Regions from separate parts of the Mus musculus genome. Here all the other regions are linked to region 2. Evidence: chromatin contacts called from public Hi-C data. All regions are on one chromosome and are shown on one strand. The core of a region is the stretch at or near the end of the contact, and the rest is flanking DNA. Distances in the headings are between cores, read along the strand shown.

The links. A called contact is a pair of places that touch in the nucleus more often than the background predicts.
Region 1: a contact with region 2 is called in a Hi-C map of liver, with 2.1 times the contacts expected there. The contact joins two enhancer-like sites. A contact is called at or near these places in 1 of 39 promoter capture datasets (liver), 1 of 15 datasets of contacts at CTCF or cohesin (CD8 T cells), 10 of 484 Hi-C or Micro-C datasets (bone marrow-derived macrophages, embryonic stem cells, liver and 1 more), 7 of 115 datasets of contacts at active chromatin or transcription factors (embryonic stem cells, hepatocytes, liver and 1 more) and 1 of 9 other capture datasets (embryonic stem cells).
Region 3: a Hi-C map of liver shows a contact between it and region 2, with 2.3 times the contacts expected there. The contact joins two enhancer-like sites. A contact is called at or near these places in 8 of 484 Hi-C or Micro-C datasets (3T3-L1-derived adipocytes, Th1 cells, cerebral cortex and 5 more) and 1 of 115 datasets of contacts at active chromatin or transcription factors (CD8 T cells).

What each region holds. Positions count from the first base shown.
Region 1 is chr10:99,356,178-99,359,202 of GRCm38.p6, forward strand. No RefSeq gene overlaps it. Among named protein-coding and RNA genes, the nearest start is that of Gm34921, 87 kb to the left of the region's middle. Within about 2 kb of position 1,729, at least 13 of the 459 cell types and tissues checked have an H3K27ac peak or open chromatin away from gene starts, as enhancers often do. A contact at or near this core is called in hepatocytes and liver, where this site is marked.
Region 2 is chr10:99,554,504-99,557,296 of GRCm38.p6, forward strand. No RefSeq gene overlaps it. Among named protein-coding and RNA genes, the nearest start is that of Gm20110, 53 kb to the right of the region's middle. Within about 2 kb of position 1,533, at least 36 of the 459 cell types and tissues checked have an H3K27ac peak or open chromatin away from gene starts, as enhancers often do. A contact at or near this core is called in hepatocytes and liver, where this site is marked.
Region 3 is chr10:99,383,386-99,386,403 of GRCm38.p6, forward strand. No RefSeq gene overlaps it. Among named protein-coding and RNA genes, the nearest start is that of Gm34983, 75 kb to the right of the region's middle. Within about 2 kb of position 1,631, at least 45 of the 459 cell types and tissues checked have an H3K27ac peak or open chromatin away from gene starts, as enhancers often do. A contact at or near this core is called in liver, where this site is marked.

The DNA of each region.
Region 1 (3,025 bases), core at 479-2,978, 200 kb before region 2:
TTTTTTAAATTTTCATGGTCATAATATTTGAAATGCTGCCCATGTCTCTATTCAAGAAGACACCCACATTCAGCCATTTATCCCCACCTTTGAAATCTGGGAGAGGATTTTCATTATTCTAAATTAGAACTAGTAACTTCTATGTTTCTGATTGCCCTTCTAAAGTGGCACGTCATGGTGACACATGGCCTTTGTTAAACAAACTGACATTCAACCTTTGCAACTGCAACCACGAAGAAAATTTGTGACTCTACGCAACCCTGTTTTCTTTTGCCATGACGCCTATTTGTATTTAATTTAGAAGCCAAAGATCGTAACAGCCTCTACTTTACACAAGAACTCTCTGGTTATTTTTTTTTTTTTCCCCTGAGAGAGAGTTTCTCTGTGTAATAGCTTTGGTTATCCTGGAACTTGGCTTGTAGACCAGGCTAGCCTTGAATTCATAGAGATCTGTCTGCCTCTGCCTCCTGAGTACTGGGATTAAAGGAGTATACTGCCATTACCCAGCTGAAAATTTCTGGTTAATTTTAAAAAGATCTAATTTAAGTTAATTTAGAAAATCTGTTACATTCTAGAATTCAAAGGATCTAACCTTTCCAAAAAGCAAGCTGTAAGAATTTTGGACATTAAGCTATTTCTGAGTATAGTTGACTTTCACTGATTAACCCAGCTTGGACATCTGCTTTGTTGTGGGGTCTCAAGGAGAGCCATGGTCTTGATTGACAAATGTATCAGATGATATGCCTTTTCTTTTCCCAGTCTCCTTTGCAATTAGGTTGAAACCATTCACACGTTTCATTCAGCCAATGAAAGCCATGCAGAAATACCTCACTTCACTTTTTTTTGCAAGGACATGTAAGAAGAGAGGGTGAGCCACCCCCATTTGCTGTTCAAGAGTCTAGAAGCTGTAGGTATAAAATAGAACGGGATGAGTCATGTGAAACAGAAACACAGTTCTAACTGAGCTGAGCCACTGGGATTTGGGGTTGGGTACTTCAGCAGCCAGCACTAATGATTCTGACTTAGGCAGCAGGTGCTAGATCTAGATGTTATGGAATGATCGGAGAAATTGGGTTCATATCTAGAAGAGGAAATCACAAATCTTTGAATTAAAACCCACGGGGGGCAGGGGGAAGACTTAGAGGAAAGTAAATCACATTTCTGGAAATTACGATGGAGTAAACTAAGCTTCAGGGTAAAGGGCACACAGATCAATGTTTTTATCAAGTTCGTCAAATGCTTCTAGATCATTTCATTCAATCCCAAACTTGTGTCGCTTATCATCAAAGTGTTTTCTGAGATGGTGAAATAGAAGATCAAAAGGAATCAGAGGTTTGAGAGTGATTGGGGGGCAGGGGGCAAACTCTGACCCCTTAGGCTAAATCTGGACTCCTGGTTTGTTTTATTGAGATGCAGCCAAGCTCGGTTACTTACTTATTGCCTAAGGCTGTTTTCCTCACACAGGCAGAGCTGCAACCAGTGACCTCAAGTGTCACAAAGCCTACTAATATATTTCAGGTCTGGCTCTTAGGAGAAAATATTTTGGCTTATAGTCTTCTCAGCCCACCTCCCCTCCCAATCCCCCTTTCAGGAGATAGACACCAGTCCTCAGTTTTACTCTGCTCCTTAGTGGTTGACTCAAACTCAGCAGTGCAGTTGCTGTGGATGACTTGTAGAAGCCATTGAATATCCTAGGTCAGCCGCCAACGAGAGCATTTCCATGTTCTGTGAACAAAGTCCAACAGGTTCTCGGCTTTTCTTTCAGGCTGTCAAAGCCAGCACACACACAGCCTACATAGCATTGCTGTCCTAGTGGTATCTAGAAAGAGCTGGAGACGTTTGCAAGAACAGAGATTATGATTTCCAGATACATGTGCATTTCTGAAGTTCTTTTACTTCAAAAGGAAATTATCAAATATGCTAATAATTAGTGTCACCGAGACATATTCAAGATAAGTCCGCATTGGAGTCTGATCAATTTATATCAAAAGCTTGGTGCCACATAAAAATTTAAAAATAACCTATATTTAAATATATGCACATCTAGATGTGTATATTTGAACACACATCTAAATATAAAATTTAAAGCTGTCAGATCCAGGAAATTCAAGTGTTAAGTGGAATTCTGGGGGATGGCTAATAAGACTGGCTCCATGAGCAGACATGAGTGGCAGATCTTCAGCTTAAAGCACTGTTTTTCCATCTTCCTAATGCTGATACCCTTTAAAACAGTTCCTCCTTTTGTGGTGACCTCCTCAGCCACAAAATTACATATGCTAATTCATAACTATATTTTTGTCACTTTATGAATTATAGTGTAAGTATATGACATGTAAATGGTCTTAGGTGACGCCTGTGAGCTTGGGGACTCCTGCTGAAGAGAGGAAGAAAGACTTGTAGAAGCCAGAGGGGTCTAGGATACCAGAGGAACAGTCATAGAACCAACTAAGCAGGACTCAGAGGGGCTCACAGAGACTGAAGTGACAATCACAGAGCCTGCACAGGTCTGTGCTAGGTCCTCTGTATATATGTTGCGGTTGTGTAGCTTGGTATTTTTGTTGGACAACTAACAGTGAGAGTAGGGGGTGTCTCTGACTCTTTTGCCTGCACTTGGGAACTCTTTCCTCCTAATGGGTTGCCTAGCCCAGCCTTGATGTAAGGGCTTGTGCCTAGTCTTATTGCATCTTGTTATGCAGGTTTTGATCCATATCTCTGGGAATCCTGCTCTTTTCTGAGAGGAACCTGAGGAGTGGATCCAAGGGAGAGAGAAGTGGGTGAGAACTGGGAAGAGTGGAGGGAGGGGAAACTGGGGTAGGGATGTAGTGTGTAAGAGAAGAGTAAATTGAAGAAAGAAAGAAAGAAAGAAAGAAAGAAAGGAAGGAAGGAAGGAAGGAAGGAAGGAAGGAAGGAAGGAAGGAAGGAAGAAAGAAAGAAAGAAGAGGGAGGGAGGGAGGGGGAGTAAAGGAGGGGGAGGGACGGAAGGAAGGAAGGAAGACAGACAGACAGACAACATCTTTTGACCCAC
Region 2 (2,793 bases), core at 283-2,782:
ATTTATGTAGATGCCTTCCTTGCCCTTTCCCAGATCTCTGTGCCCATCAAGGTTCCATTGACAGAGATCTCCTTCGCTTAACGTCCCTGCTTGCTGAATTCCAGAATGAGCTTTGATAGGTTAGAGCTCAAACCTTTGCTTTGCTGTCTAAACTCTTTCTTTCTTGGAATGGCTATAACATGTTTTAATTCTCATTTGATTATGAGCAATAGCACAAAGATCAAATACTTGTTCGTATTTATCTTCCTTTCTATTAGAGAATTCGACTAGAGGCTCTGCTTAAGCAGCAGTAATATGTTACATTTATTACACTCATATTCTATAAGGAAAGGCACACATATTTCTAAAAAAAAACCCCAAAACAAACAAACAAACAAACAAACAAACAAACAAACAAAAAACAAACAACTTCCTTGTGTTAGGTGCCGTGTCTTAGAGAAATACACACGCTTCCTAGTCTTGTGGGAATCAAACATGGATTTCATGAACATGCTATTTGCCAGAAATAAAACAAATTCTCAAACAGCCTTCACGTTTGGCATAGTTATTAGCCCTACATGTGACTTAGAAGCTTCATGAGCCATAGAAAGAAACTTTATTTCAGGACTTTTCATAGTTGAAAAGCATTTGATTTTAGTGTCATCTGACTTTTTAACATACTTTGGATCCTGAATCATTTGACTCAAGTTTAGGTCAACAAGAGGGTAGAGTTGGGCAACCCTTTAAACAAGCGGTTGCATTTATAAATGATAAGGCCTGGGTTAATCTTTTGCTCTTTTATAGGCCTTTTTAATTTAGTTCTTGGACAGAGCAGTAACATGATCAAGTAGGAACCATGGGGTGGGGTCTTCTTTGGTAATAGAGAACACTTTGCTATTCCATATATTTTAACTCAATATTAACAGCCTGTAGTGAATGAATTTATGTGGAAAATAAGAATAGTAGCACCTTCCTTAGCCGGGGCTATGTGGTAAAACATGGAACATACAACAGGGTCCTACAGACCAGATTTAACCTGCACTTGGTTTTCATAAATCAAAGCTTACCGAGACACAGAGCTATCTATTCAGTATGTACTATTTGTGTCCCCTTTCAGTAACAAGAGCAGAATGAAGGAATAGCAATTAACACTGGTTGGCCCACAGAGCTGAAATGAGTTTTCAATTTTGGTTCTTTACAAATAAGCTTCGCTGGTTTTGCTCGTCCTTGATTAAAATATGCTTCACTAACTAGAAAATGCTCAGTAGTTACTAATTATCATAATTATCCTTTTTCTTTTTTGTTTTTAACCCCGGTATAATCTGAAATGTGAATGAAACAGAAAGGGTCCAGAAGGTTATCAGAAGAACACGGTGCTCCAGCTAATGGAACCTCAAATTGAAACTGAACTTGAGTCAAAGACCAAAGTGTAATAGAAACCTCAAAGGGTAAATTTGTTTTTCCTAATTGAAAACTTTCACCGGTTCAGTGAGTTTTTCCCTTCCTCCTAGAAAGCACGGGTGAGTCACGGTTGAAGTTATTAGTTCATTCTTGATAACAGTTGTCACTGGCAGCGACCATGAAACTATTCCATTGGTGCATAGCACTGCCGTACCAAGCAGCTTTGCTGGCGCTGGTATTGATTTCAATTAAAACATGTTATCTGAATCACAGTCGTGTTTCCTGTTGGCTTCCCTCTGTAGCCAGTGATGCAAATGGAAAGCCACTCTCCAACCTGCAGTATCTGGTTACTTACAACAAGGTCTAGGCAGCTGGGGTATAAACAAATCCCTAGTGCCGATCAATGGAGGAGGAAATGATCTTCATTTGCCCTGCATGATGTCATCCATCTTTGGCCTGACAGTTTTCTAACAATTATTGACTGAGGGCAGGCAAATCTTATGAATTCATCTTAGTCCTTCTCAAGGCAGGTAGTCAAGCATAGCCCCAAATGCAGTGGTCTCATTCCTTGTGTATACGTTCTTTGTATTTCTTCTTTTATTCTCCATTATGTGAACCCGGGGGTGGGGGGTGGTGGTTGGAGTTTCTGTGTTTGCCCAAAAGCACTCGATGACAGTGCCCTGGAGCTGAGTGTTATTACAGCTGTGTTTAGCATTTTAATGCCTATCCTGTTTTACTTATTAGTCCGATCCAGTGATCAAATCCCTCAGTGTTTGCGGGAGGATTCTGTATTTTGTATCAGAACTGGTGCTTTTACTATCAAAGCTGACATTTGTCATTGATCCCAAAGGTATGTAAGCTCAAGAGGATACATATGTAGAGTAGATTCTAACTCGGCAGCACAGATGTGAGCTTCTGACCTCGAGGCTTGTGTAGTAAATTAAATCACCAAGGTCGGAAGTGAGCCCAGGCTACGGCTTTCCCGACTGGCTTGGTGTTTCTCTGTTCTCCACACAGCTGGAGACACATGCGCAGACTATATTTTCTTCCTCTCAGCCTTCTTTGAAGTTAGATGCAGCCTTGTGTCTGGTGTGTGTGTGTGTGTGTGTGTGTGTGTGTGTGTGTGTGTGTGTGTGTGATTGAGTATGAGAAGGGAGTGATACACAGTCCTGTCTACAAAGCTTTCTCAGGTGTTCCCTTCTCCGTATTAGAGCTGTATGGTCAGGACTTCAAAGACACAGAAGAGGGGCAACAAGAAATAGAACCTTATTATGTTAAGTCACTGAGACTTTTTGAAGATCAAACCTAGGGTCTTGCGTAGGCAAGGCAAGGCAAGGCAAGGCAAGGCAAGGCAAGGCAAGGCAAGGCAAGGCAAGGCAAGGCAAGGCAAGGCAAGGCAAGGCAAGGCAAGGC
Region 3 (3,018 bases), core at 381-2,880, 170 kb before region 2:
GTTCATTTGTGAATGGCAACTCTATTTTAAGCACTGTTCTGGGTAATCAGGACAAATCATTGATTAAAATAAACAAAATTGATTGTCTCTGTCAATTTTGTATGCCTGTCATGCACATGCCATTCTTTCATGGATGTGGTCTTTTGGTTTTTCTTTTTTTAAAAACTCAATGCACTAATCCTTGGAGTGTTGTAGAAAAGTATCTGGGTTTAAAGATGAGCACCAAGTTAGTTCCCAGCCCTGTGCTTACACACCACACACACACACACACACACACACACACACACACACACACACACACACACACACACACATCAATGTAAATACATAAGCCTCTTATGTAAATACACATTTCAAGAAAACATTTCAAGAAAACAAATCAAGGATTCAGAAGCAGAAGTCTATGGCCATACCTGCTGGAGATACTCATCTTATCTGCCAAAAGCTGAGGAGATTGTATTGGGCTATGAGAAGTAGGACCCAGGAAATGACATTCAGTTGTTTTGTAAAAACTGGGAGGATCTTGAGTGATAAAGAGGAGTGGGAAAATCCTATCATCTGGAAAGGTCAGCATGGTATTTTGGGAAGACTGGGACCAGTCTGGGAGATGACTCCCAGTTTGACAGGAGTTGTGAAGGGCAACATTGCTATATCTTGTTTCCGTGGAGAAAGGGAAATTGGGAGGCTTGGGGGTGTGGAAAACACATAATTAGAACACTTCTCTAGGGCAAGAGTAACTGATTCTTTGAGCAATTACGCACGAGGCACTTTGAATTGCATCAAGTTATAGTCCTGCAATGAATGACCATTTTACGAAACAAAAATAAGGTTTAGAGGGCTTGGGAAATTGCTCACGATCATACCCCTTGTAAGAGATAATAGCAGGAGTTGACTGCTGTCTGCCTTGGCTATTTTCTCCTATAAGTAAGAATTAGCCATAAAGCACACGAGGAGATAAGAGAGCTAGCCGGATGAGGGTACTGAACCGGAAGAAGGTGTGGGACATTGAGGTTGGATGGAATGATATGCAGGAAATGGGGCTTAAAGAACTTTGCAATGGAATTTAAGAATTGGATGAGAGCAAAGATTCATTCACAAGAGGAAGGGGGTGAGTTGACAGTTGAGGTTTGGACTCAGCACAACAGTGGCATCATTCACAGAAGCTGGGGACTTAAGTGGATGAACAGGTTTTGTGGAGGAGGAAGAAGATGAGTTTGGCTTTGAACGTATTTGGTTTGTGGTAGCGGAGGGACATCCGGATATCCAGCTGGAAGATTACAAAGTAGGTCTGAGCTCATGGCCAAATAATTGGAAGCAATTCATGTAGAATCCAGTTCTCAACGGGGGTGTCATTATTGGAGGCGAAGCATATTTGGACAAAGGTAAAAGGCCAAACCAAGATTAGAGACCTGGTTTCCAAGTAAGAGGAGCCAACAAAGGATACCATTCTTATTTGTTTTAAGTGTGACTACAATAAGAAAGTCAGTAAAAAGAAAACAAGTGTCTGATTAGCACCTGATATCCAGGAGACTTCAAGATGTGGATTCTGGACCGCTCCAAGGTGACAGTCAGATTTCCTTGTGTGTTTGTTTGGATAACTTTTGGCCACTTGCATAAGTGACCTAGATGACTTTCGGGCATTAGTGCATGTTGTACTTCAGTCACTCTGGTGCATGAAGCCTGGGATGTCCCTGGATATGTGCTGATGATTCAAACATTGGCACTCTGTTTGGGAAATGTTTGGGCAGTCTGCTTGCTTTGACTTTGACTTTGACGGTTTTTTTTTTTTTTTTTTTTTTTTTTTTTGGTGGTTCCTCTGTAAGGAAATGGCCACGTGGGTTTTCCCTAGACTTCTGGTCTCATCTAAACACACACACACACACACACACACACACACACACACACACACACACACACACACACACACACCAGTCTTGGAAGTAGAATGCAATGATGTTGGATTCTGAGTGGAAAGGGGTACTGGAATAAGCCGCAGGCAGGGTCTTAACGACTGTACCTTGGGAGCATGGGTGTGTTGCACTTTTGCTAAAGACCTTAGGAGCCAGTAAACCTCTGAGAGCTGAGGGAGAAAGGCAAATCCAGGCAAGTGATTCATAGATTACAATTATGAAAAACAGGAAGAGAGGGCGCAAGCCTGTAATCAATCTTTTAAAATGGTAAGGCCACCTTCCTTTCCCATAGAAAATGGTCTCCTGGGAAGAGGTGCGGGTCTGTGCTAACACACTGGCCTTTTTGAATTGGTAACATGCTGCTTTGAGAGGCTTTGTTTGGCTGAAATTTGTCCTTAGTTTGTTCTCTGGCTTTCTCATTATTTTCCCCTAGATTTACGTGCTTATGGACTCCATCTTTTTGTCGGTACACACCCTTCAATAGCTGTTTGCTGAGTCCACGTTTCCCTGCATCCTTCCCACACACTCAAATACACATTGCCTTGTGCACTATTTTATAAAATATTTCTTTAATGTTACACACACACACACACACACACACACACACACACACTGGATTCTATGCTGTTTCTTGGGGAGATGCAAAACAAATCAGAATTCATCGCTTTCCTCAAAGAGCTCAAACCCGATCGAGCAACCACAGCATACACAGGCTCACACTTCCTCTGCAGAGCCACAATAATAGACCTGTGCGTGCTCATACCAGATGCAGGCCATTGTCAGAAGGATGGAGATGTGGGCAGGGGAGGTCACAGGAGGCTTCCGGAAGAAGGAAACCTCCCTTCTTGTACTTTAGAGATCTCCTGGTATTGATTATCTTTTTGACTTCTCTAAGCTTAAACCACTTCCTGTCTACTGCATCATTTCTACCGACCTTTAAGTTTGTTCAAGCTCCCACCATCTTAAGAAAAACAAGTTCTCTTAGCCATGTTTCCTTCCAGTTATTATCTCTTTTTTTTTCTTCCTTTTTTACCCCTACCCCTCATCTTTTATTGCTTGACTGAAGCAAGCCCACTGAAATCTGGACCACATCTTGATCTTGCTCCCA